2 separate regions of the Sus scrofa genome follow, and region 1 is linked to region 2. The links are chromatin contacts, called in public Hi-C maps. All regions are on one chromosome and are shown on one strand. Each heading gives the region's core, a stretch centred on a gene start, on an enhancer-like site or on the middle of the called end of the contact. The rest is flanking DNA. Distances are from core to core; before and after follow the strand shown. Region 1 overlaps ACADS (acyl-CoA dehydrogenase, C-2 to C-3 short chain). Region 2 holds the start of HMGB2 (high mobility group box 2).

The links. A called contact is a pair of places that touch in the nucleus more often than the background predicts.
Region 1: a Hi-C map of subcutaneous adipose tissue shows a contact between it and region 2, with 10 times the contacts expected there. The contact joins the enhancer-like site here to the promoter of HMGB2 in region 2. A contact is called at or near these places in 4 of 47 Hi-C or Micro-C datasets (mesenteric adipose tissue, omental adipose tissue, retroperitoneal adipose tissue and 1 more).

The regions. Positions count from the first base shown.
Region 1 is chr14:40,656,828-40,663,148 of Sscrofa11.1, reverse strand. ACADS (acyl-CoA dehydrogenase, C-2 to C-3 short chain) reads right to left here. Exons shown (of 10, transcript NM_213898.1): 10 at 6,235-6,321. Among named protein-coding and RNA genes, the nearest start is that of ACADS, 17 kb to the right of the region's middle. Within about 2 kb of position 5,023, at least 17 of the 83 cell types and tissues checked have an H3K27ac peak or open chromatin away from gene starts, as enhancers often do. A contact at or near this core is called in omental adipose tissue, retroperitoneal adipose tissue and subcutaneous adipose tissue, where this site is marked.
Region 2 is chr14:16,705,291-16,712,327 of Sscrofa11.1, reverse strand. HMGB2 (high mobility group box 2) reads right to left here and starts at 2,277. Exons shown (of 5, transcript NM_214063.1): 1 at 2,166-2,277; 2 at 1,661-1,841; 3 at 1,406-1,551; 4 at 1,152-1,326; 5 at 45-584. The coding sequence starts at 1,810. The coding sequence ends at 423. LOC106507243 (a long non-coding RNA gene) reads left to right here and starts at 2,899. Exons shown (of 4, transcript XR_001303102.2): 1 at 2,899-3,465.

The DNA.
Region 1 (6,321 bases), core at 3,774-6,273, about 24 Mb before region 2:
AGGGAGCCACAATGGAATATTATATAGCCCTAAAGAGAGGGCAATTCTGACAAACACCACAACATGAATGAACCTTGAGGACATTATGCTGAGTGAAATAAGCCATCACAAAAAGACAAATATTGTATGATCCCACTTACATCAGGTTCCCAAAGTAATCCAATTCATAGGGACAGAAAGAATGGTGGCTGCCAGGGGCTGGGAGAGGGAGGAATGGAAAGTTATCATTAAATGGATACAAAGTTTTGGTTTGGGAAGAAGAAAAAGTTTTGGGGATGGATGGTGGAGATGGTTGCCCAACAACATGAATATACTTAATGCCACTGAACTGTACACTTAAAAATGGTTAGAATGGTAAATTTCATATTATGTATATTTTACCACAACTTTAAAAAATTTCAAAAAAGGGAGTTCCCACTGCGGCTCTGTAGAATCGAATCTGACTAGTATCCATGAGGACACAGTTTTGATCTCTGGCCTTGCTCAGTAGATTAAGGATCTGGCATTGCCACGAGCTGCAGTGTAGGTCGCAGACAAGGCTTGGATCTGGCCTTGCTGCGGCTCTGGCATAGGCCGACAGCTACAGCTCCGATTTGACCCCTAGCCTGGGAACCTCCATATGCCATGGGTGTGGCCCTAAAAAGACAATTAATTAATTAATTAAAGGCATATGTGTAGACAAGCTGGCTGTTGCATGAGCAATCTCTCCTCTGTCTAGTGCTGAGCAACTCTTGGGGGGGGTGTATGTGTTTTTATGTGGGGGGCAGGAATCTTTCTAAGGAGGGATACAGAAATGTCACTTGGTGTAAAGACCACAAATATAAAGAATATTCATCTCATTTGTGGGGAAAAAATACATAACTGAGATATTCATGGATGCACAGGAAAAGGTCTGGAAAGATGTACACCACAGCCACAGCAACGTGGGATCCAAGCTGCATCTGTGACCTACGCCACAGCTCATAGCAATGCCAGATCCTTAACCCACTGAGTGGGGCCAGGGATGGAACCTGCATCCTCATGGATACTAGTCCCATTCATTATCATTGAGCCATAATGGGAACTCCTGCACCATGGTTTATAACAGAGGAAAACTGAAGACTACCTAAATATAGTGAATTAATACAGTGGGACCACACAGCAATCAAAATCAAAGAACTAGAGCTATGTGTATCAACGTGGAAAAAAGAATCTATAAAAAGTTTGGTTTTTATATAAAATGATGGGGGGCCATGAAACAAGTATCAATGAATTTCAAAGAATTTAAATAATGCAGAAAATGTTCTGAGACCACAATGCAATTAACATAAAATCAGTAGCGGAGTTCCCATCGTGGCTCAGTGGTTATCGTTGCCGTGAGCTGTGGTATAGACTTGGCTCGGATCCCATGTTGCTGTAGCTGTGGCGTAGGCCAGCAGCTGAAGCTCTGATTAGACCCCTAGCCTGGGAACCTCCATATGCTGCAGATGCAGCCCTAGAAAAAGACAAAAAAAAATTATTCCCTTTTGGTCTTTAATCCCCTAATGGAATTTTCAAACTAAGTAATTTAATATCCTACTCTATCCTTATCAATACTGTCCATACTGGCCAAGGTCCTTTGTGTGCACTCCAAGGCTTCCAGAAGTTCTCATGGGTGGTGGTGGGGGATCTCCCTCTCCTGTGGCCGGAGAGTCAACCACCTGCTCCACTGTGCCAGGGAGCAGGGCTCCCCTAGCTGACGCTTCTCTGGCTCAGAGCTGAATGCTGACCTCTGCCCCGGATCCCCTTGAACCTGAAATGTTCGAGTACGTTGCAGACGTCAGATTGCTTTGTACCCAGCGTATACTTCCTAAGAAGAGGGACAGTCACAGTCATTCACTTAGACAACAGCGGGACAATTATCAAAGTTGGGAAGCGTAACCATGGCAGGGTCTGCAAACCCACCTCAGTTATGATTTGCCCGACCTCTCAGTGTCCTTCATGGCAGTTTCTTTAAGGCCTGGGATCACCTGTTGCATTTAGCTAAGAGGTCCCTCATTTCTTTCATTCTAGGACAGTTTCTCAGACTGAATTTGTTTTTCAGGACATTGGTGTTTTTGAAATGTCCAGACTGGTTAATTTTGGTTTTTGTATTTTTTTTTGTTTTTTGTGGGTTCTTTTCTGTTTGTTTGAGGGACCCAGGCTAGGGGTCAAATTGGAGCTGCAGCTGCCGGCCTACACCACTGCCAGAGCAATGCCACAGCCAGAGCAATGCCAGATCTTAGCCACATCTATGACCTATATCACAGCTCATGGCAACGCCAGATCCTTAACCCACTGAGCAAGGCCAGGGATCGAACCTGCGTCCTCATGGATCCTAGTCAGATTAGTTAACTGCTGAGCCACGACGGGAACTCCTCCTGACTTTATTAGTGCTTTATCTTTTTTTTTAATTAAGCTGAGGTTTATCAATTATTTTCATCTTCCTAAAGCATCCGTTTTTAGCTTTACTAACGTTTAGCCTTGTGGACTTTTTGGTTTGTTTGTTGTTTGTTTTTACAGCCACTCTTGTGGCATGTGGAAGTTCCCAGGCTAGGGGTCGAATTGGAATTGCAGCTGTTGGTCTACACCACAGCCACAGCAATACTGGATCCTTTACCCACCAAGTGAGGCCAGGGATCGAACCAGCATCCTCACAGAGACAATGTCAGGTCCTCAACCCACTGAGCTACGACGGGAACTCCCAGCATTGTGGTTTTTAAATTAATTTGATAATTTCTTTCTACTTTTAGGGGGGATTTAATTTGCCTCCCCCCAACCTCAACTTCCTGGTTGATTGCTTTTTTTTTTCCAGTCTTTGTAAGAAATGAGTTTAAAGCTATGCACTCTTCTCTAAGCATGGTTTTAGCTTCATTTCATAAATTTCAATACTTTGTATTTTTATTATCACTCAATTTTCTGTGTTCCATTATGCCTTCTCCTTTGACTTAGTGATTTCAAAGAGTATTATTTTAACATGTGGTTTCCTCAGTGTTTTCTTACTATGGATTTTTTTTTTAATTGTGGTAAAATACACATAAAATTTACAGTTTAACCATTTTTCTAAAACAAAATGTGCAATTCAGTGGCATTTAGTACATGTACAGAGTTGTGCAACCCTTACCACTATCTGGTTACTGAACATTTCGTTGCCCCTGAAGCAAACTCCTCATCCATTGCTGCTGATTTTTTTTTTTTTTTTTTTTTGTCTTTTTGTCTTTTCTAGGGCCACACCTGCAGCATATGGAGGTTCTCAGGCTAGGGGTCTAATCTAAGCTGTAGTTGCTGGCCTACGCCACAGCCACGCCAGATCCTTAACCCACTGAGCAAGGCCAGGGATCAAACCTGCAACCTCATGATTCTTAGTCGGATTTGTTTCCACTGCGCCATGATGGGAACTCCCAAAAGGGAATTTTGAGGGAGTCTGGGAGACCGTTGTTAAGCTCATGACCACTCAAAAAGAGTCCAATAACTTAGCAACTACCCGCACTATCTTGAAGGAAGACCAGGTGCATCTAAGCACCAGACATACTCAAGCCACAGACCCCGTTAGAACACAACACAATAAACATGGGGTCTGACTCTTGTTACATGAAGGGAGTTATGTAAGAATAACATGAAGAATAACATTTTTGCATGCGGCCAGATCAGAAATATTGTTGAAAGGGGAAAAAAAACTAAGTAAAAGGGCCCACTGGAAAAGGGAAAGCTGAGATGAATATACCATATACCATATTTTAGTATATGTTACCACCATTTGCCAATATACATATGATTTAAAGAGCACCATGACAGTCCTGATTAAATCAGAGTCAAAAGAGGAAGTAACGATGTGAGCCTTATTTCTACCTAAAAATGAGGAAAAAGGTGGTCTTCTCCCCTCCCCACTTTTTCTTTATTAAAATGTAGCTCTCTTTGTTCTTGAGACAGCTGCATCCCCTGGCCAGCCTGCTTGTATTTCTCACAAGCATCCTATACTAATAAACTCACTCTTTGCCTGCTGCTTTGCCTCACGCTGAATTCCTTCTGTGAAGAATCAAAAGAACCTGAGCTTCAGTAAGTCCTGACACCAGGTGAATGATTTCAATTAAACGACAGTTGGTTCAACAAATCTAACATCCATGTGGACACAGGTTCGATCCCTGGCCTTGCTCAGTGGGTTAAAGATCTGGCATTGCCATGGGCTGTGGTGTAGGTTGCAGACATGGCTTGGATCCTGTGTTGCTGTGGTTATGGTGTAGGCTGGCAGCTACAGCTCTGATTCAACCCCTAGCCTGGGAACTTCCATATGCCACAGGTGTGGCCCTAAAAAAATTAAAAAAAAAAAACATTTGGTTCGAGCCCCCTCCTAAGTTAGGGATCATGGGTTCAAGTCCAAATCTGAGGTGCGGATGGGTTCGAGTCCCGGTATGAATTCTGGCTGAGTCCCAGGCCCACCCCAGGAGTGTGGCCCTCTGGGGTCCTGAGGCCAAGGCTCTTCCCAGCCCCACCTGAGAAGTAGATGCCCAGCTGTGACCACCACTTGGAAAACTGACCTATTCTTTGGCTTGGACTGACTTGGCCACCCCAGCACTTTGCCCTGGAGGAGCTCCACCCAGCTGCCTGGCCCTTTGAGGCCTGGATGCTTTTCAGCAGGTAGGCCTAACACCAGCCAGGAGGGGCCAGAGTCCTGAGCAGGAGAGCTGGGTTCAGGCTGGGCTCCCTCTGTTCCCCTCTGAGCCTCAAGCCCCTCCCCAACTGCCTGTAAGAAAAGCCCAAAGACCACTTCAATCACGCGCCCATCCCCTCACCCTCACCTGGGCCAGGAGCCAGGACCCCCTCGCTGGAGACGTCCTGGGGCCGTGGAGCCCCTCTTCCTGTTCGTGGGGTCAGTGACTCAGGGAGAGACCCTCCTTCACCAGCCTCCCAGGCGGGATGGTTCAACCTTGGCTGCTCCCCGCACCTCCGGCTCGCAGCCGAGCCCAGGGCCTCACAGAAGTGCGAGCTTGGTGCTTACCTGGACGCGCAGGTCACCAGGGCGGCAGGAAAGGGTTTCTCCAGCCTCCACCGTTCCCTGCGTCTGGTTAGCGGGATCCTTGCTGCCCCTCACCGCCCAGCCGCGCGCGCTGTGAGGGAACCGGGTCCTCAGCTTTCTGCTGGGAGGGGCCAGATCCTCCAGCCTCGGAGACCCCGCACACCCCGGCCAGGTGCCCCGCCCAGCCCCACAACAGCGGGCGGCCCTCGGAGACTCCTGGGAAATCCTTTCCCGGCGAGAGCCCGCGTGGTTGGAGATGGTGGCTCCAAGTGGGTCGTGTTCCCGGTCTCTTTTCCCTTCCGAGACGTCAGACCAATCAGCTTCCCAGCTCTTCCTGCCCTGCGGAGGGCGGCCCCCACCTCTTTTGAAACTCTTTGCTCTTTCCCCTCTGTTTCGTTTTCTCTTCCAGCAGCTCTGCTCCCTACACTGGGCCACAGTGGTTAAAAGTGGGGAAAGGCACCTGGGCCCCAAGCCAACCCCAATGCACCAGGACTGAGACCAAGTCCACCTAAAATCCAGTTCCCTTGATGCCTGCGTTTATGATGAACCTCCCTCTCCAAAACTTTATTCCTTTCTTGTCTCCTCTGACCTCAATCCTGTGCTAAATGAACACTAATAAACCAGTCAGATGACTGAAATCGCTATTGTCAATAACATCGTTAATGTGCTAAAATTGCTATCATAGATGCCATTAATGTACAAACTCAAGTTGTTTCTTTGGGGCAAAATGTGTCACTGACCCCCAAGCCATGAACCACCTGAATGGAGAATTGTAATGCAGAGACATCCTGTCTCCGGATAAAGAAATGTCACAAGATAAGGATTAATCCCAGCCTCTTTGTTCTTCCCCTTAAAAAAACAAAACAAACAAAAAACCCACCTCACAGACAGAGTTCCTGCTCTGGTGCAGTGGGTTAAGAACCTAACTGCAGTGGCTCACATTGCTGCAGGGAAGTGGTGTGTGTGGCGGGCGGGGGCGGGGGGGGGGGGAGAGTTTGATCCCCAGGCCGGCTCAGCGGGTTGAAGAATCCAGCATTGCTGCATCTGCGGCTTGGATTCAATCCCTGACCTCAGAACATTCCATATGTTGTGGTTGTGGCCACACACGACTCTCATACACACACACTCACACACACACTCACCCAGGGTGGAGCTTGTAGGACAGCAAATTAAAGGCCCATCTTTCCCTGCCCCAATGGCACCCAAGCAAGGATGTGACAATTAGGGACAGGTATGCTTTATTACTTAGTTCCCACATGTGACTGGCCCCAATCACTTATTTACACCTGACAAAAAAAGGTTAAAGGGGC
Region 2 (7,037 bases), core at 1,028-3,527:
TCTTAAAATAAAAAGTAAGCATATAAGACAAAGACAATAGAAATAATATACATAATTTTATTACAAAATTTTTTTTAAAAAACAAAATGCAACATTCTAGAAAACCCAAAATTTGCTATTGATACTTATTTCTACGAGTTTGCTGTTACCATACACAAGAAATTAAAGAAACCATTAAATATTTAGAAACATTCAACATCAGAAGCTTTAAAATCTAACTGTATGTAGTAGCCCCTCAAAAAGCTGCAACCTGCACTTTTAAAAAAAGTATTTTCTCTACAAAGAATCTTATTAGCTATACAAAAATCTGTACAGTTTTTATACTGAAGCTAATATTGAGCTGCACTTGAATTCACATTCTTAGCAAAATAATTGCCTGAGCACACACACACACTCCACACACAACATTACAGGATAGCCATTTATTCCTCATCTTCATCTTCTTCCTCCTCGTCTTCATCTTCTTCCTCCTCTTCCTCTTCCTCCTCATCTTCTGGTTCACTCTTCTTCTTAGAGCCTGTTGGCCTGCCAGGGCCCTTCTTTCCTGCTTCACCCTTACCCTTGGCACGGTATGCAGCAATATCCTGAAATATTGTCAAAAAAAAAAAAATGCAATAAAATCAGCATCCGGTATCATTACTCAACCGTGAAAACCACTAAGTTGTAAACAATCTAAGATCATTGACCAATAACCCTGATGACTGTCTAAAATTTGATTTTGAGAGCATTCCCTCTGGGCCTTAGAAAGCTAATGATGTAAAATAATGGGGGTGTATTACACTGATATCAGTACTTTCACTACCCTTACCTGTTTACCTCACACAGCCAGCTCCTTCCCTAACTTCTCTTTTTAGATACATCCACATAAAACAATACTTTTGTTTGGTCCTCCACACTCTTAACTACATACCTATACTACAAGTGGAGTCTTGAATGCAGCAATCTACCAGTGCTACAAACATTGGTTTCAGTCCAAAAAGAAAGGTTTCAGTTAGTTTATGCTGCTTAAGCATACAATTCTCATTAGACCTTTTCAAAACAAAGCTGATAACCAAACTATGTGTGTACAGTTTCTACCTATTTCTATCATACTCATTTAGAAAATACCTACTTTATTTCAAACTTGCCTGGAAAAAATTAAGACAACATACCTTTTCATATTTTTCCTTTAGCTTAGCTGCTTTCTGTTCATACGGTTGTTTATCTTTGGCTGACTGCTCAGACCACATTTCACCCAATTTCTTTGCAGTATCCCCAATGGATAAGCCAGGGTGTTCACTTTTGATCTTTGGGCGATGTTCAGAGCAAAACAGGAAGAAGGCAGATCTAAAAGGAAGGAACAGAGGTTTAATACACTGAATGAAAGAGCAAGGGAGTAATTCTGTCGGTTTTAAAATAAACTCACGGAGGCCTTTTGGGAGCATTGGGATCTTTTTTCTTGCCCTTCTTGTCACCCTTGGGAGGGACGTAATTTTTCATCTCCCGGTCATAGCGAGCTTTGTCACTTTTTGCCATATCTTCAAACTTGGACTTTTCCTTGGCAGACATAGTCTGTGGGCATGAAAAGGGCAGGAAAAACACACGACTATAAACACCGAAGCGAGTCACCGCCACCTGCCCGTGCACGGAGCCCGGGAGCCGGGTGGGGGCCCGCGCCCACCTTCCATCGCTCGGAGCACTTCTTGGAGAACTCGGCGAAGTTGACCGAGGAATCGGGGTGTTTCTTCTTGTGCTCCTCCCGGCAGGTCTGCACGAAGAAGGCGTACGAGGACATCTTGCCCCGCGGCTTGTTGGGGTCGCCCTTCCCCATGGTGCTGCGGCGCCGGCGACGACGCGTCCACCTGGCGGGAGAGCGCGGCCGGGCGCTGGCGGGAGGCCGGGCGGGGCAGCTTCCCGCCCAAAGGCCCCCCGCCCCTCGGCCCGGGCCGCGACGCCCCGCGAGGCCCCTCCGCCCTGACAGGAAAGCTCTGGCTTCCACGCCGCGAGCCCCATTCCCACCTGCCGCCTCGGACCCCGCGTTCAAAACACGCCCGAACGGGCGGCCGGGCTTCCCGCCTCCACAGCGCGGCCCTCCGGACCGCACCCAGATCCCGCCCGCGGGGCCAGCCCCGACAGCTGCGGCGTCCGGGCCGTCCGGGAGGGAAGGGGGACGGCCGGCCACTCACCGGGGCCCGGAGGGGTCTCTTGCCTGGTGGTAGCTTCTCCTCAGGCTCCCGCGCAGCGGCCGGGTCCGACCGCGACGCTGCCTACCTGCGGCTCCGGCGTGAACTGGTTTGTCGCTAACGCAATCCTCCGCCTCTTGTTTTGCAGACTGCTCCGCGCCACGGCAACTTGACGAGCCGGTCCGCAGGCCACGCCCCCGACGCTCCGATTGGCTCTGGGGATTATTCAAACTCCAGGAGGCCCCGCCCCCTAGCCCCGGCGGCCTCCGATTGGTCGACGTGTCGCCAGGCCCGTCCCCACGGCCGCAGCCTAGCAGGTTCGGTGGGTCGCCCGGGTCGTTAACTCCCAGACCCGTTAGAACCGGTCGGGGGAGGAATGTGCTGCCCGATCCTGATTGGCGGCCGGAAAAGGGTTTGAAAAATGGCGGGCCTGGCGCTGACTGGCTGTGGCAGGAGGCGGGGGGCGTGGTTGGCCCGCCGGGGAAGCCCCGCCAGATTTAAAAATACTGAGTCTCAAAGCGCGGGGTCTACTCTACCCAGCCGGCACCGCTCGGTTGGCTGACGCTGAGGTAGCCGGGGAGGTGCGTCCCGTCGGTCCCCCGCCCCAGAGCGGCCGCAGTCCCGGCTCCCGGAGTGGTGGTCCCTGCCCCGTCCAGAGAATAACATGGGGAGGCCGAGGAGCCTGCGCTGCGGCGGACGACCAGCCCCGCCGGCGGTCGCTGAGGCTGGGGTAGGACCGGAGGAAGACAGGTGGCGAGACCCTGGGAGGGGTGGGGGAGCCGTTCCCGCCCCCACGGGGGCCAATCGCCCGTGGAGTCCACACTTGGCCCCTCATTCCCCACTTTGTCTCGGCGTCTAGCCGGGGGTGAGCAGGGCGGGGCCGGGAGGGGTGGGAAGCATCCCCCTGGCTCCACCCCTCCATCCGGGCCGGATCCTGGGCGGTGACCCTCGGGCTGGGCTATCCCTCCCATCCCCACCCGGTTGCTGCCCCGACTCCGATCCCTGCGACATCCTCCATTCCTCGCCGCCTTAGGCCGTTTCGCTGTCCCCGCGATGGTCACTGTTTTGTCTCTGCCACGCGGTCGTTTTTAAAACCTTTTCCGTGTCGGAGATCCCTCGGAGACACCCGGGAAGGCCTTGAAAGCTGCCCGCCCTCTGAAGCATTTACGCGCCAAACTGCGGCCGCGGCGCTTCACAGACTCCTCCCCGCCCAGGTTAAGAACCTTCCTTTCTGCGTCTGGTGAGAGCGCGGCCCAGCGACCTTAACTTTTCGCTTCAAAGCTCACAAGCCGCCTTTCCCGGGGTAGGACCATGGTGACTGACATGCTATCTCTGTGTTGCATTTAGTTTTGAGGGTTATTTTTTCTGTTGGCCCGTTTGTTAAGAAACAGTTGGTTTCAACAGATTTTAAATATTCTCTCTTTCCTCCGTAAATTCACTGGCATTTGTTAAACTGTGTGCTCCTATTTGGTTTGTATACAGTCCTCATGCTCAGCAGAACCTCAGTTCCAGCAGCTGTTTATCTAGATTTACTGATAAAAACTAGGTTTTTGAAAACGGAAATGGATGTTAGTTGCACGACGTGGTGCGTGTACCTAATACCACTGAATTTAAAAGTAAATTGGAAAATAATGCGTTAGTGATCTCTATTGCTATTTGAATAATATGGTATGGTTTATTTTTTCAACTTGGATTTCTCTGTGCTTTTATAGCACAATTGTAACTGATTTTATATGAGAATAGGGTCAATGCACATGTAATTAGATAAGGTGAGATCATACCTGGGTGAGCCCCTAATCCAATATGATTGATTTCCTCGTAAAAACTGTGGGTTTGGCCACAGAGACAGACATGATATGAAAAGACAAGGGGAGAAGATGGCCATCTACCAGCTAGGGAGAAAGGCCTGGAATAGATCCTTCTCTTAACAACCTACAGAAGGAGCCAACCCCTCTGATACCAATTTCCATTCTTTATCTCATCACAGCAGAGAACAGGAAGACATTTCTATAATCTACTTTTATCCTCCATTCCAAGACTTCATTTTCCTTCCGTACTTCCCTAAAAGTAACATTGACATGTACAATGAAGTCATAAATGAAATTTCATATGTTCTAAAATAAATTTTCCAAATTTACTTTTTTTAGAATACAGCATCTTCTTAAAAGACGATACAGAGAAAAGAATTTGTGCTTTTCATTAAAAAAAATGTGTGAATTAAAATACAAGGGCTGAGATTTTGAATAATACACATAACATCTCTAGGCTTTCTATTGATTTAAAATGATGTTTGTGGATAATCTCTAAGTTGTATGATTCTGTAACTGTGAATATGTGATCATGATGTGAAGAAATATCTTAATTTTTGCAGTTGTTAGGTGGTCAAAAGATTATAATTAAAATTTAAATGATAAATAACTTGTTTCTAGGAATTCCTTTGGTTATAAGCACCAGTAAGTGTGAGCCTAATTATTTCAGAACAGTATTTGATGTAATAAACTCAAATTTAATAAACTACATAGAATAAAACTTACATTATATATTATTGCTCAGTCATTAGTTTTCTAGTAAAATGATCTCACCAGGGGTTTTCCCCCTAGATGATACAAGTATATCACTTTATTTGCCAAACTTTGCCTGAGTTCAGCATCTCACAAAACATAACAACATAAATATTTAGGAATAAATGTGAGCTAAGATCAAAGCTGTTTCCAAAATAGGTTGCCTATCCTATAAGTATAAAAAGCTTTTCTGTTGGTAAGCTGGAATTTATCTACAGCAATGTCAACCTGGCAGAATTGTTTAGAAATGATCTGGGTTCTGCTACCATTTGTTCAGTCATTTATCCTAAAAAATTTGTGTTTTTCATAATCTAATCAAGTCAGACTGGGAAAATCTCAAAGGAAAGAAAATATAGTTTTGTAACCGCCCCTCACGTATACAAAGCAGTAAATAAGTTCTCAATCAGTATTACTATTTATTGATTAACTCATATAGTTAGCAAAAATCAAGTATGCTTTTCATAAGGTAAGTTGTATATAAAATAATTATTCTCTTACGTTGCATAGTTAATGTAAAAAACTGAACACCATTAATTACTCTGCACACATCTTAGTTTCTGAAAGATGAATCTTATATTGGAGTTTAATATTTTCAAGTTGTTTTAAAGGTAGTGAGAGAAGGGTAAGCATCTAAAGTGTTGTCACATGGGCACATCCACTTGTGAGGAGACCACTGGTTCTGAGGCTTAACTGTACTCTCTTCAGAGAGTCAACTTAGTGGTGTAGCTCAACAGTGAATTTTTGAAGAAATGAAAATGCATGTTAAGAAAAAACAAAAACCTCTTGTTCTATTGCTAGCATTTTCAATGAAAAATGATACTACTGTTATGTACTGTTATTATTTTTTGTCTTTTTAGGGCCGCACCTGAGACATATGGAAGTTCCCAAGTAAGGGGTCGAACTGGGGAGTTGCAGCTGCTGGCCTACACCACAGCCACAGCAACGCCAGACCCTAAACCCACTGAGTGGGGCCAGGGATTGAACCCACGTCCTCATGGACACTAGTTGGGTTCATTACTGCTGAGCCACAATGGGAACTCCAAAAAATCACTTATTTTTGTGAATCATTATGAATTAGATGTCCACCGGAAGAAACACAAATGAATCTTCCACAGTCTTTCAGGGTTAAGGAGACAGAGACCACCAAGACTTCAGTCAAAAGCCCACATGACAATGTCTGAGGAACAGAAGTGAGCCAGATGTGAACTGGGCCTTATTAAGACTTTACAACACATCCTGGATATGTACCAGCTCAGTCCCTCATGGACTAAGATAATCAACCCTTTATCCTTCTACCTATTAGAGGGGTTTGTTCTGCCTAATACAGGAAAGATCATCTGGAACACATCCTAGTAATAAAAAATGTGAAAATTTAAGACAGAAATGTCTTAGGAACCAGAGGAAAAAGACAGTAGATTTTAAAAAGCAACAATAATTCTGAATGCTGACTTTTCAACAGAACTATGAAATCCAGAAGACCATAAAATGACATCTTTAAATTACTAAAGGAAAAAGAAGACTACTCACTTCAAGTTCTATATCCAGGGAAAAAGCTTTCAAGAATTAAGGCAAAATAAAGACGTTTTCAGACAAAATAAGCTGAGAATTTATTGCCTGCAGTCCTCCTTAAGGAAAATGATCCTAAATCCTCAGGAGGAGGAAAAGAACACAGGCAAGAGAAATTATGTAAATTTTTAAAGTATTATTTGTTTAAAACAAAGTGTCATGTGGGTTTTTATAACACAAGGAAGTAGACCAACGAGATAGGAAAAACAAATGGAGTTCAATTCTGAGGGTCTTTTGTTCAGAAAATAATAAAAGTAATAATTTGTGTTAAGCTGTAATATGCCTGGCATGCTGTACTTTGGGGTGCTAGTTACATATGTATGTGTGTGTATATATATATATATGCAAAAATTATCTTCCTATATATAGAATCCCAGGTCTTAAATAAGTCTGTACTAAAAAGCCAATGACTAATGGCTACTAAGCATATCAAAATATGTTTAACACTAGTAATCATTAGGGAAGTACAAATTAAAACCACAGTAAGATACCACTATACATGGCTGTAATTAAAAAGACAGAAAATAGCAAGTGTTGGTGAAAATGTGGAAAAATTGGAACAATCCTCTATCACCAGTGGGAACATAAAATAGTATGGTCATTACAGAAAACAGTTTGGCGGTCTCGCAAGATTTAAGCACATATTTACCAAGCAGGCCCACTTGTGGGACCTACCCACAAGAAAGGAAAACCGTGTCCACAAAAATAACTTGTATGTGAATGTTTATAGCAGCTTTACTTGTAATAG